Regions from separate parts of the Sus scrofa genome. Here region 2 is linked to region 1. The links are chromatin contacts, called in public Hi-C maps. All regions are on one chromosome and are shown on one strand. The core of a region is the stretch at or near the end of the contact, and the rest is flanking DNA. Distances in the headings are between cores, read along the strand shown. Region 1 holds the start of TMEM184B (transmembrane protein 184B). Region 2 holds the start of ANKRD54 (ankyrin repeat domain-containing protein 54).

What was found. Hi-C and Micro-C count contacts between places; a contact is called where the count stands out from the background.
Region 2: a Hi-C map of liver shows a contact between it and region 1, with 5 times the contacts expected there. A contact is called at or near these places in 1 of 47 Hi-C or Micro-C datasets (liver) and 1 of 2 datasets of targeted methods (alveolar macrophages).

Annotation. Positions count from the first base shown.
Region 1 is chr5:9,631,130-9,637,650 of Sscrofa11.1, forward strand. It overlaps TMEM184B (transmembrane protein 184B), which reads left to right and starts at 2,425. Exons shown (of 10, transcript XM_005655511.3): 1 at 2,425-2,575.
Region 2 is chr5:10,000,287-10,006,807 of Sscrofa11.1, forward strand. It overlaps ANKRD54 (ankyrin repeat domain-containing protein 54), which reads left to right and starts at 3,572. Exons shown (of 8, transcript XM_003126032.5): 1 at 3,572-4,057; 2 at 6,447-6,494. The coding sequence starts at 3,733.

The DNA of each region.
Region 1 (6,521 bases), core at 1,175-3,674:
GCGAGCAAACCGTTGCAGAAAGTGAGGGAGGGAGCATTCAGATACCTGAGGGAACAGCAATCCCAGCAGAGGGAACAGCCAATGCAAAGGACTTGAGGCCAACAGTGCTTCATTTGTTCTAGGAACAGCAAAGGGTCAGTGCAGGGGGGAAGAAGGGAAGAGATCAGACAAGGCTGGTTGGGTGGGTGGAATATTAGATGAAGCAAGTTTCTGCTGGGATTTTTAAGGACCTTGGCTCTTACTTTTGTGAAATGGGCAGCTAGTGGAGGGTTTTGAGCAAAGCAGTGCCATGTTCTGATTTAGGTTTTAAAATAATCCCTCTGGTTCCTGCATTAAAGTAGACTGGAACAGGGGGCAAGTTTGGAAAAAGGGAAAAAGGTTAGAACATTGCAATAATCCTGGGCCACTTGGGCTGCTAGAACAAATTACCATAGACTGGGTGGCTTATCAACAACAGCCTTTTTTTTTTTTTTTTAAAGAGCTGTACCTGCGGCATATGGAGGTTCCCAGGCTAGGGGTTGAATTGGAACTGTCGCTGCCAGCCTACACCACAGCCACAGCAATGCCAGATCCGAGCCGCATCTGCAACCTACAGTGAAGCTCAAGACAACATCAGATCCTTAACCCACTGAACGAGGCCAGGGATCGAACCCGCATCCTCATGGATATCAGTCAGGTTTCTTAACCTGCTGAGCCGCAACAGGAACTCCAACAATAGACGTTTATTTCCTGTTGTTCAGGAGGCTGAAAGTCCAAGATCAGGGTGGCTGTCAGCACGATCAGGTTCTGGTGAGGGCCCTTTTCTAGGTTACAGACTGCGATTCTTATTATATTCTCATGTGGCAGAAAGGCTAGAGTTCCCTGGTGTCTCTCTTTTAAAGACACCAGTCTCATCCATGAAGACGCCACCCATACGACCTAACCACCTCCTAAGGCCCTGACATTGGGGGTTAGGATTTCAACATATGAATGGGGGAAGGGGACACAAACATTCAGTCCCTAACAAGAATATTGCAATAATCATGGATGCGGGGTGATAGCAATGGAGATGAAGTGGAAGTGGTCAGAGGCTAGATCAATTTTGCTGGTAGAGCCAATATAATTTCCTGCTCCAGTGGGTAAGGGGGTGGGAGGAGAGATTCAAGGATGACTTGGAGTTTCCTGGTGGCAGAGCTGGTTAAAAATCCAGTGTTGTCATTGCAACAGGTGGGTTCCATCCCTGGCTCAGGGAACTTTCACATGCCGCGGGCGCAGCCAAAAGAAAAGAAAAAACAAAAAACAATCAAAGAAGGAGTTCCCGTCGTGGCTCAGTGGTTAACGAATCCGACTAGGAACCATGAGGTTGCGGGTTCGATCCCTGGCCTTGCTCAGTGGGTTGAGGATCCGGCATTGCCGTGAGCTGGGGTGTAGGTGGCAGAGGTGGCTCGGATCCCAAGGCTCTGTGGCTCTGGCGTAGGCTGGCTAGAGCTCCGATTAGACCCCTAGCCTGGGAATCTCCACATGCCACTTGGGAATCTCCACATGCCTAGGGTGCGGCCCTAGAAAAGACAAAAACAAACAAACAAACAAACAAACCAACAAAAAACAATCAAAGAAGACTGCAGGAGTTCTGGGCTGGGGCTGAAAGGATGGAATTGCTAACTGCTGTTGTGAGGCTAAGCAGGTGCAGGTCTCTTCTGCCTTTGAAAGATGGTTCTACTGTGGGCATGTTGAGTAGGGCTTCAGTGGGCCTGTTGAGATCCTCTTGGACCTCAAGTATGAAGTGTTGAGTACACAGTTCGGGGGAGGAGTCTGGGCTAGGGGTAGAAATAAATTTGGGGATCTTGAACACATTAAAGCCAGAACTTGCTTGGATTTTGTTTTTCAGTTAAACCGAGTTGGGTGTGGACCTGGCAAACAGAAATGGGCTAGGTGACTAGAATGCTATCTGAAGAATTTTGCTAGTTAGGCCACCTAGAGCGAGATGGGGCAAGAAAAAGCGCTGCTAAGTGAAGGAGGAAGAAAAACCGCATCCTCAACTTTGCAATTTCATCTCGCTTTACTGCCCACAGCACCTCTCTATACATTCATTCCACAGTTCCACATGCATCCTTCAGCCGACAACTTGCCGTTCGATCTTGCTTCATCTTCAAACGGGCCCAAATGGAGGCAACTAGCGTTAAAAGAAGTGTAGCGCCATACTGCCAGCGAGTGCCAGGGACAGAGATTGGAGCCTGTGACTCTGTCCCTGCACTCCAAGAAGCTCAGCGGCGGGTAGGGTTGGAGGTCGGATGGAGGTGGGGAGGCGACTCTTGGCAGGTCTGTGAGCGGCGGGAGAACCGGGAACCATCCCAGCGGCGAGGGTAGGGGACAGCGGCTCCTTTAAGGCCGGGCGGGTGATCTCAGCCTCGGGTTTGCCGCCCCGCCCTCCCCGGCGGCGCGCTCAGTGCGCAGGCGCGCCGCGGCGGCACTCCGCTGGGCCCCGGACGCGCCGGCGGCGGCGAGACGCCGGGGCTGCGGTGCTGTCCGCTTGCCTCTCCCGCAGAGTCCAGCTGCCGAGCATCGCCCGCCCGCGCCGCCGCCATGGGCTCCTGAGGTACCCCTCCCGCTCGCCCTGCGCTGGAGGCCCTGAGGGGGGCGGCCGAGGGCTCCCGGGGCTGGGGGTGCTGCTCCGTTCTGGAGAGGCCCGTTCTGGGGGCGCCCGATGGGTCGCCTTGGCCGCGGGTCCCCGGTTGGGGAGGGGACTAAGGTGGCCGGCCTAGCCCCGGAGGGAAGGGGCGTCGGGCGGCCCCGCCAGGGCCGCCCTGCGCCCCCTGCTCGCCCTGCGAGGTCGCGGGGCCGCCCGTGGGTGTGCCCTGGCCCCCTCCTCGCCAACGTGGCGGGGCCCGCGCCTGGAGTGTAATCGGACCTGCCCGTGGGGGTGGCTGAGGGAGAGGGGAGGCGGATGGACAGGCCGTTTGCAAGTGGGATTGTGTGCGCCCGGTGGGTGTGCTGGCGCCTGGCACTGCCGAGCGAGCGGGGGAGTCAGCCTTGCCCTGTGCCGGTAGCTGTGATCTGGGATGGTGGCTGGCCTGGCCAGGCCTTTGGGGATGCATGCTTGAAGGTGTACACACGCCTTGTGTACAGGTGGGCAATCCGGAGGGTCCCCCACGGGAACCTGGGGCTCTAAAGATATTTGCTTGGAGAGGGACCACAGAGATGGTTCAGAGTGTGTGCCTCCACCTTGTACCTTTCCTTCCTGAGCACACTGCTGGGGGCTAGTGCTGGTCGACTCCAGGCCAAAGGCAAGGTGATGGGGTTGAGAGGTGGGCATGGCTATCTGTTCCCATCCCTTACCCCTCTGGGGTTGTGCAAGGCCAGACATTACACATGCACACACACCCAGGGAGCTGTGGGGCAAAGCAGGTGTTTGCATGTCTGATACCTGTGTGTGAGGTGAAGGCCATGTATTATTTATCTGACTGCCTGGTACCTTATGTAAGGAAAGAAGCAGCAATCTGTGCCCTGGAGGCCATTGTGCCGCCGAGGCCGCCAGGCAAACAAGCTCACGCACCTGCAGCCGAGGCGCAGGTCTCAGAGGTGTGACTCCTTCACAGGCTATGTATGTGTGCAGCATCCCTGCCTGTCGCCCTTCCTTTTCAGCGTGCTTGGTGGACCCTCTGGATTCTGCACATCAGGACATCTTGCCAGCGGGGGCTGTGTCCATCAGGATGGGGACGGTGGAGCGGGAAGGCCCCAGCAGTCAGACCTATGTGTCCATTTTATCAGGCTTTGGACACAAACCTCTCAGGTTGATGGGGGAATCAAACCTAGAAACAAGTAGTTACAGTGATGTGAAAACCTATAAAATAGAGGGAATGCAGAGTGGGTTTGGCACTGGGGGAGAGGGAACAGGGCCAGCAGAGAAGGCTCCAACAGGAGGGGAGAGCCGAGCTGGAGCTGGAAGGGTGACTAGCATTCCACCCAGGGGGAGCCCATGTCTCCTTGTCTGTGTACGTGGCAGGCCCGGATGGAGCTGTCGGTGAACCAGGACCTCTCTCTTGCTGCCCGATCTTGCCACCTTGTAACTTACTGAGCATCTACTCCGTGCCAGATGCTCTAAAGATGAATGAGACCTTGTGCCCCGCCTCTGAGGGCTTCCAGTTTGCTGGGGAGATGGAAATAGACAGTGACCCCAATCCAAAGATGAGGCCCCGGTAGCCAGTATGATAGCCACTGTGCAGGAAAAGGCACTGTCCATCCCTCACCACTCCCCCCACCCCAGACTACAGGCATCCTGGTTCCTTTGTGCAGCCTTTGGGATCCTGGGTGTGTTGTAAGTTGCTTAAGGATTCTGGATGTGTTGGAAGTTGCTTGGGGATTCTGGATGTGTTGGAAGTTGCCCTCCCGTGGTAGTGGGTTATACCAGGAAGTCCTTCTAAAGGTCTCCGGGTGGTGGGAAGGAGAGCTTCAAGGCACAGTGGGCGCAAGTGATCTTGCCCTAGTTCAGCGGTGTTGGCCGAGTTCTGTGTCTGGAGGCTGTTTTCTCCTCCTCTGCCTTTGAGGTTTCGCTCCTGGTTTCTGGCGGGGCCAGCCCAGCTCTCTCCTTGAGAGGAGCTCCGTGCTATTTCCAGTCCCTGCTGTGCTCATTTCTCCCGTAAATTCCCTCGAGTGGATGCAGCCTGGGAAGGCAGAGTACGGCTCTTTATTGTTTTGAAACCAAGTAACTGAAAGCCCTTCTCACTGCAGGGCCTCGAGACTGGGGATTGGGTGTGTGAGCAGCTGGGAAAGTCAGCAGCTGGGAGAGCTCTGGGGGCCTGCCTCTGGACCTTCATGGGCAGTGAGCATTGGCTGAAGACCTACTGTGTGCCCAGCGCGGTGCTGTGTGGTGGGTGGTGTCTTCTCAGAGGCTGTGGTTGCCTGAGGCCGTTCACCGTGTAACAGATAGGCCACAGACAGTGCTCTGCTTGTGGTGGAAACAGGGCCAGAAGACAATGGGAACAACAGCTCGTTTATTAAGCACTTACTGTGTGCCAGGCACAGTTCAAAGCACTTGCATGAATTACTGCGTTTCATCCTCCCACCACCCAGGGAGGTGGGGCGGTTACCTTCACCCTTTGCAGAGGCGGCAGCCTAGGAGGGTAAAGCCGCGCTGGTCCGTGGAGCTGACCTCGGAGCCCATGCTCTTCCCCGCTAACCCTGGAGTGTGCCAGGCGTCATCCTAAAAGTGACACATCCTGCGCCGTGAAGGACAGGTCTGCTCTGCCCTGGAGGGAGAGGGCCTTCTGGGCAGAGGTGTGGGGGCCTGAAATACCTCCCAGATGTGGCCGAGGTGGGCCCGGGGCATGAAGACCTTTGAAGGTCCTGCTGAGGAATTTGAACTTGACTCTGCTGCAGTCAACAGGGAGCACTGCAAGTTTCCCAAAGGAAGAGGCTCCCTGAGCCGGATGTTACAGGACAGCATGGCCGCGTCGTCTTCCTTTCTTCCCGCAAGTAGCTCCAGGAAGGCTGGGCCTCTCTCCCCTTTGCTTTCCCTCAGGTCACTGGCATCTTTGTTAGTCCCTGCTGCCTTTCCCTTTTATTCTTCCAGCAGCTTCTGGTCTTGACAGCCCTGCGTGACTCAGGGCAGGCCTCCGGAGCCCACTGCTGCAATGGTGTCTGCTCTACCCCAGCCGGGCTGGCTGTGGGGTGGCTCCCTGAGCTGGAACCGAGGTTCTTCCTGGCTGTCCTGGGTCTCGCAGGTCCTTGCCGCCTCCTCACACTGTGGATCTGGGTGGGCAGCTGCCTTGCCCAGGTGAGCACTGTTGAGCTTGTCCATCTCCCAGGCCCCTGTGCTCGTCAGTGCTGTAAACACAGGCAGAGGAGACTGGGGACATCGTGGGAACTGGGGCTCAGGGAGCCGGCTCTCACTGCCAGATCCCACGTGCGGGGTCATGAAGGGGATGCCCGCCCCACCCACCTGCTTTGCTGGGTGTTGAGCGGCCAGCTGAGCACCCCGGTTCCTCCTTCCCTGCAGGGCTGGAAGACTAGGGGTCTTCGCACAAGACATCTGTTGAGGCACAGCTGAGGGGGTCCATGTCAGCTGTGGGAGCCCATGGGTGTAGCACATGCGGGGAGGAATCAGAAGACTAATGAATTGGGTGCTTTAGGAGAGGAGGCTGAGAATTCAGGAAGGGGACAGAAGTGGTCATGGGGAGAGCGGGAGGTCAGCTGAGCATTCTAGAGAGAGAATTGGGACTGCGGTTGAAACTTCCCTCTCTCGTTAGCCCTGTGGCCTCGGACACGTTGCTTATCAGGTTCAAATTCCCATACTTTAAACATGGGGGGAGGAGTTCTCTGGTGGCTCAGTGGGTTAAGGATCCAGTGTTGTCACTGCTGGGTTCGAACCCTGGCCTGGGAACTTATGCATGCTCTGGGCCCAGAAAAAAAAAAAAGTAGCGGGAAGATGATGCCCTTTCCTTCATCTGTAAAAGGGGCGTAATAGTAATACAGCCATCGTGTGGCCGTCACGTCCTGATGTCTCCGAGGAGCTCAGCACAGCCCTGGGCACATAGGACATGCTC
Region 2 (6,521 bases), core at 2,322-4,821, 370 kb after region 1:
CGCTCAGCTGCCAGCCTACATACAGCACAGCCACAGCAACACCAGATCCTTAACCCAGTGAGCGGGGCCAGGAATCGAACCCACATCCTCATGGATGCTAGTTGGGTTCGTGTCTGCTGCGCCACAATGGGAACTCCCCAGTAGGTGAGTCTTTATGAATCAGAAGTGGGAGTATCGTTAGGAACAATCTGGGACAGGAGTCCATTGGATAGGAGAAAACACAGCCAGGAAGTAGCCGGCTGTTTCCTGAATGCATGTTAAGTTGTAGCCTTCTTTCTTGAAAACACTGAAGACTATTGTTCTTGCCCACAGATAAATATTCACTGACTTTTCTGAAAGCACAGAACTCTCTCTGCAGTCGAAAAGATGAATTCTCAAATTGGTAAAAATATAATTGTCACGCTGTGTATCTTGATTGGGGTGGTGGTCACTTGAGGGTATAATTTGTCAAAAATCATCAGCCTTCAATATCCTGTGATAAACCACAGTGGAAAAGAATATGAAAAAGAATAGATACATGTATAACTGAGTCGCTATGCCTTATAGCAGAAATTAATATTGTAAATCAACCATAACTTTAAAAAAAACATCAGCCTTGTGCATTTAAAGGTGGGAATTTAAAAAAAAAAAAAAAAAAAAAAAAAAAAGGCGTTCCCGTCGTGGCGCAGTGGTTAACGAATCCGACTAGGAACCATGAAGTTTCGGGTTCGATCCCTGGCCTTGCTCAATGGGTTAAGGATCCGGCATTGACGTGAGCTGTGGTGTAGGTCGCAGATGTGGTTCAGATCTGACATTACTCTGGCCATGGGGTAGGTCAGCAGCTGCAGCTCTGATTCAACCCCTAGCCTGGGAACCTCCATATGCCACGGGAGTAGCCCAAGAAAAGGCAAAAAGACAAAAACAAAACAAAACATTACTAAATTAGATCCAAATCTGTTTCCTGCCCTACAGGGTCATAAAACTACAACCTCGGGTTATATTCTCCACTGGACCTACAAAAATTTTACACCTTTTCACTTTCCCACAAGCTAACCTCTAAATTTACAAAGTTAAAAAACATCACTGGAGATTCCATGTGGCTCAGGGGGTTACGAACACGACTGGTATCCATGAAGATTCGGGTTCAATCCCGGTCCTCACTCAGTGCGTTAAGGATCCAGCGTTGCCGTGAGCTGTGGTGTAGGTCACAGATGTGGCTCAGATCTACATTACTCTGGCCACGGGGTAGGTCAGCAGCTGCAGCTCTGATTCAACCCCTAGCCTGGGAACTTCCATATGCTGCAGGTGGGGCCCTAAAAAGTAAAGCAAAAAGCAAAAACACACTGAGTCCTAGTTAATTGTCAGTCCAAGTTAAATTTCCCCAGGAAGTCGGATGTCCCTTATGTGGGTTTATGAGAAATCCTATATAGCATGAAATTAAAAAGTTGCATAATCACACTATGTCACATTTTTAGATACTAAATAATTTTCCTCCACACTAGTTTTCATTATTCCACTTTGATAAAGACAAGAAATACTTATATTTACATCTCCTGTTAACTCCATTTTAGAGAAGCAACACCATGAGTATGAGGATTGATGGCAATGGCCCTTAGGAGTTCCCGTCGTGGCTCAGTGGTTAACGAATCCGACTAGGAACCATGAGGTTGCAGGTTCGATCCCTGGCCTCACTCAGTGAGTTAAGGATCCGGTGTTGTCGTGAGCTGTGGTGTAGGTCACAGACTTGGCTCAGATCCCGCGTTGCTGTGGCTCTGGCTTAGGCCGGGGGCTACAGCTCCGATTAGACCCCTAGCCTGGGAATCTCCATATGCTGCGGGAACGGCCCTAGAAAAGGCAAAAAGACAAAAAAAAAAAAAAAAGGGCAACAGCCCTTAGACCTCAACACGGAGGGAGCAGAGAGTGATGGGGATGGTGACAAATGAGGACACCACGCCCCATCTGAAGGGGAAAGTTACTATGCAGCCCCAGCCAAACACCATGTGGGAGATCTGGTCCTATATCACCATATCTTCTCTCTCTCTGTTTTTTTGTTTTTTTGTTTTTCTTTTTAGGGTCACACCTGTAGCATAAGGCAGTTCCCAGGTTAGGGGTCAAATCAGAGCTGTAGCTCCTGGCCTACGTCACAGCCACAGCAATGCGGGATCCGAGCCGAGTCTGTGACCTACACCACAGCTCACGGTAACACCGGATTTTTAACCCACTGAGAAAGGTCAGGCATCGAACCTGCAACCTCATGGTTCCTAGTCGGATTTGTTAACCACTAAGCCACGACGGGAACTCCTCTTTCTTTTTTTCTTTTTTTTAGGGGCATACACATGGCAGGTATAGGTTCCCAGACTAGGGGTGGAATCAGACCTGAAGCTGCCAGCCTATGCCACAGCCACAGCAATGCCACATCCTTAACCCACTGAGCGAGGCCAGGGATCGAACCCACATCCTCACGGACACTAGTTTGGTTCATTACTGCTGAGCCATGACAGGAACTCCCTCAATGTTTCTTTATGCTATTTCCTTCTAGCTACAAGTGGAATTAGCATATATCCTTCTCCCGTATAGGGCAGAGGAGGATAGTTCAAATAAATATTTTCCTTCATGTGTTACAATGATAAACCTCATAGTGGTGTTCAGAGAGCACTGCAAACTCTGAGAGCTTTTCAGTTGTCAGAGAAAGATTACATTTTAAGTGGGTTAAGTAACAGGGAACAACTTTTGCCTGGACATTCATTCTCTCAAGAGAGGCAGGCATCCATGAACAAGTCCCTTTCTGTCTGATTTCAGCTCCTCGTCAAATAAAATAGAGATGATCTTCCTTGTCCACTTTATAGAAGTGTTTGTAAGATGCAGGGAAAGTGCACCCGTGAGTGGTTGCTAAGCTTATCAATAGCTGTTGTGGAATACTTCCCTGTTTCCGGCTCTGACTTCTGCCATCCCGTGAGCCTCGGAGAGGGCACTAAGTCTTGATCCTGTGTCCAGGACCTCGCACAGAGACCTGGCTCAGCGACTGGGTCTCGGACTCAAGCGTCGCTCTGGTGTAATTACAATGACTTACAGAATTATTTGTAAATCAGGGATCAACGCCAAGGTTGTTACCCAGAGAACGAAAGGGATCTATCGCATTTGGAAGTTATTACTCCACAGTTCGTGCTGCTAGCTCTACATTTGGGCATATCCTCATTTTTCTACTTACACTATGCATTTATAGGACTTTTTTTTTTTTTTTACGTTCATTGACTTAAAATTTTCCTTACGTCTCACCTTTTCTTTGGCCTCTTCACTTTCCTTTGTGATTGGCTGCAACTCATCTTAAAATGATTGGCTAGGGAAACTGCCCGTTATTTTACCCACGATCCGACGGTAGAAACGTTGGGGGGGAGTGTCTTAAACGTAGCTGTTTTATTGGCTCCAGTAGGGACGTACAGCGAGGGTATACGTCCTCAAATGTGTGATTGGTTCTTATGTCCGTCGGTCATGCTACCGGAAACCAGTTCTATGGCAGTCTTACTCACGATTGGTTGTGCATGTGTGTGGGTGGGGTGGGTTAGGCTGGAAGGGTTTTCATTGATCCAGAACAGTTCAGCTCGCGGCCGAGCCCGCCCCCCGCTCGGTTGCCGTGGTTGCAGACCGGGCCCGCCTGCTAGCCCGCTGACAGCGAGGCTTAGGGCCGAGGGAAGCGGGTCGGTGGGTCCGTCGGGAACTAGGCTCCCGCGGCGGGGCCAGCGCGGAGCCGTTGCTATGGCAGCTGCTGCCGGAGGCGCGGACGACGAACCTCGCTCCGGCCGTTCGAGCTCGGATGGCGAGTGCGCGGTGGCGCCGGAGCCGTTGACCGGCCCCGAGGGCCTCTTCTCCTTCGCAGACTTCGGGTCTGCGCTGGGCAGCGGCGCAGGCCTCTCGGGCCGGGCGTCCGGCGGGGCCCAGTCCCCGCTGAGATACCTCCACGTCCTGTGGCAGCAGGACGCGGAGCCTCGCGATGAGCTGCGGTGTAAGATCCCCGCCGGCCGGCTGAGGCGCGCCGCCAGGCCCCATCGCCGGCTTGGGCCCACGGGCAAAGAGGTGCACGGTGAGGAGAGCGGCAGGAGGCTGGCCCTGGGCTGAGAACCGGGCCCTGACCTCCCCAGCCCACCCAGGATGGAGTCTTCCGACGTCCGAGCTATGGACCCGGAGTGACCCCTGAGTCTCCTTTTAGTACTAATAGTGGTATTACAGGGGTTAAGGACCATGAGTGTGAATAAAAGTAGTCTTCCTGCTCAGAACCAGTCCTGGAGAGGCTTTTCACATTTGATGATTCCTGAATCGAAACTTTTCCTGATTCTAGGTGTTTATATGTAGACAATAAATGGGATACTGGAGAATACGTTCAAATCGGAACGGGGAGACCAGAGCCTATAGCCAAGTTCTATCATTCTCTTAAAATGCATAGATTCGAATTTTTCTATCTCATTTATGTCTTAGGGAAACTATAGAACCTTTCAGCCTCAGTTTTCTCATCTGTTTAATGGGTATGATATGCTTAACAGGGATGTTACCAGAGTTAACTAAGGTCAAGAATGTATAGCTGGAGTTCCGGTCGTGGCGCAGTGGTTAACGAATCCGACTAGGAACCATGAGCTTGCGGGTTCGGTCCCTGCCCTTGCTCAGTGCGTTAACGATCCGGCGTTGCTGTGAGCTGTGGTGTAGGTTGCAGATGTGGCTCGGATCCCGAGTTGCTGTGACTCTGGCGTAGGCCGGGGGCTACAGCTCCAATTTGACCCCTAGCCTGGGAACCTCCATATGCCGTGGGAGTGGCCCAAAGAAATAGCAAAAAGACAAAAAAAAAAAAAAAAAGAGTGTATAGCTGTTACTCTGCCTTTGTTGTGTGTCTAGTCCCTCTAGAATCTACTCACCTCTTAGTGGTGTTATGAAGATTAAATGCGAATTTGAAAAGTGCTGGATAAGTCATTAAGTGCTATATGAAATGTAAGGAATTGTTATATATATGAATTGCAATTTTTGACCAAGGGATTGTATTGGAACTGCAGGCACCGGCCTACACCACAGCCACAGCAACACCAGATCCAGGCCTTGTCTATGAACTATACCACAGCTCGAGGCAACACGCCCGGATCCTTAACTTGCTAAGTGAGGCCACCAGGATCGAACCTGCATCCTCATGGATACTAGTTGGATTCATTTCCACTGAGCCACAACGGGATCTCCCAAGGCATTGCTTTCTATTAGCCTCTAATGTAGAGATAGTATCATTGTGGAGAAAAAAGTTTCTGGGTAGGAATTCCCAAATAAAAGTTAGTCCTTTGGGAGTGGCCCGTTTCGAAGGAAGATTATAAGATTATCTGTGTAACCAGCTCATAAAGGCTTCCATGTAAATCATCTCTCTCTCTCTTTTTTTTAAACGGCTTTTTATTTTTATTTTTATTTTTTTTGTCTTTTCTGTCTTTTTAGGGCTGTACTCATGGCATATGGAGGTTCCCAGGCTCTAGGGGTCTAATCGGAGCTGTTGCTACCGGCCTATGCCAGAGCCACAGCAACGCCAGATCCGTGCTGCATCTGCGACCTACACCACAGCTCACGGCAATGCCGGATCCTTAACCCACTGAGTGAGGCCAGAGATCGAACCTGCAACTTCATGGTTCCTAGTTAGATTTGTTTCCCCTGCACCACGACGGGAACTCCTCTCATTTGGTTTTTGCAACAACTCAGGGCTTCAGGACAGAGCTCAACCTTGTCTTGCAGAGGATAGACCTAAGTCCCAAGGGTCTTAACTAACTTTTTCAAGGTCGCCCAGGTATGCCAAGCTAGATCTGGCTCCAGGGAGTTCCCTTGTGGTTAAGGATCTGGCATGGTCACTGCTGATCTGGTGGGGGTCACTGCTGTGTTTCAGTCCCTAGCTTGGAACGTCCACATGCCACAGGTGCAGCTAGAAGAAAAAAGATCTGGCTCCAAAGGCCTGGGAGGATTTGCTACAAAATGTGGCTTTTGCACTCACTAGCTGTGTCACATTGCAAGTTTCTCCTTGTTCCGGGGTAGTGTCTCTTGTATCCTGGCACCATTCTTTCTCTCTCGATGCTTTGGTGGCTGAATGGTGCATAACTACGAAGCCATCACTTTCGGCTTCATCGTGGCCAGTGCTGATTTTTGAGTGAGTTTTGTTTTGTTTTGTTTTGGGTTTTTTTTAGCTTTTTAGGGCTGTACCTGGGGCATATGGAGGTTCCCAGGCTAGGAGTTGAATTGGAGCTACAGCTGCCAGCCTATACCACAGCCACAGCAACGCAGGATCCAAGCCACATTTGCAACCTACACCACAGCTCACGGCAACGCCGGATCCTTAACCCACGGAGCGAGGCCAGGGTTTGAACCCTCAATCTCATCGTTCCTAGTCAGATTCATTTCCGCTGTGCCACGACGGGAACTCTGAGTTTTGTTTTTAACTGGCGCTCTTATTCTCTCCACAGCTCTGAAGAGGCTGAGGGACTCTGCCAATGCCAATGACGTGGAAACAGGTGAGTGTGCAGAGTGAGTCCAGCTCC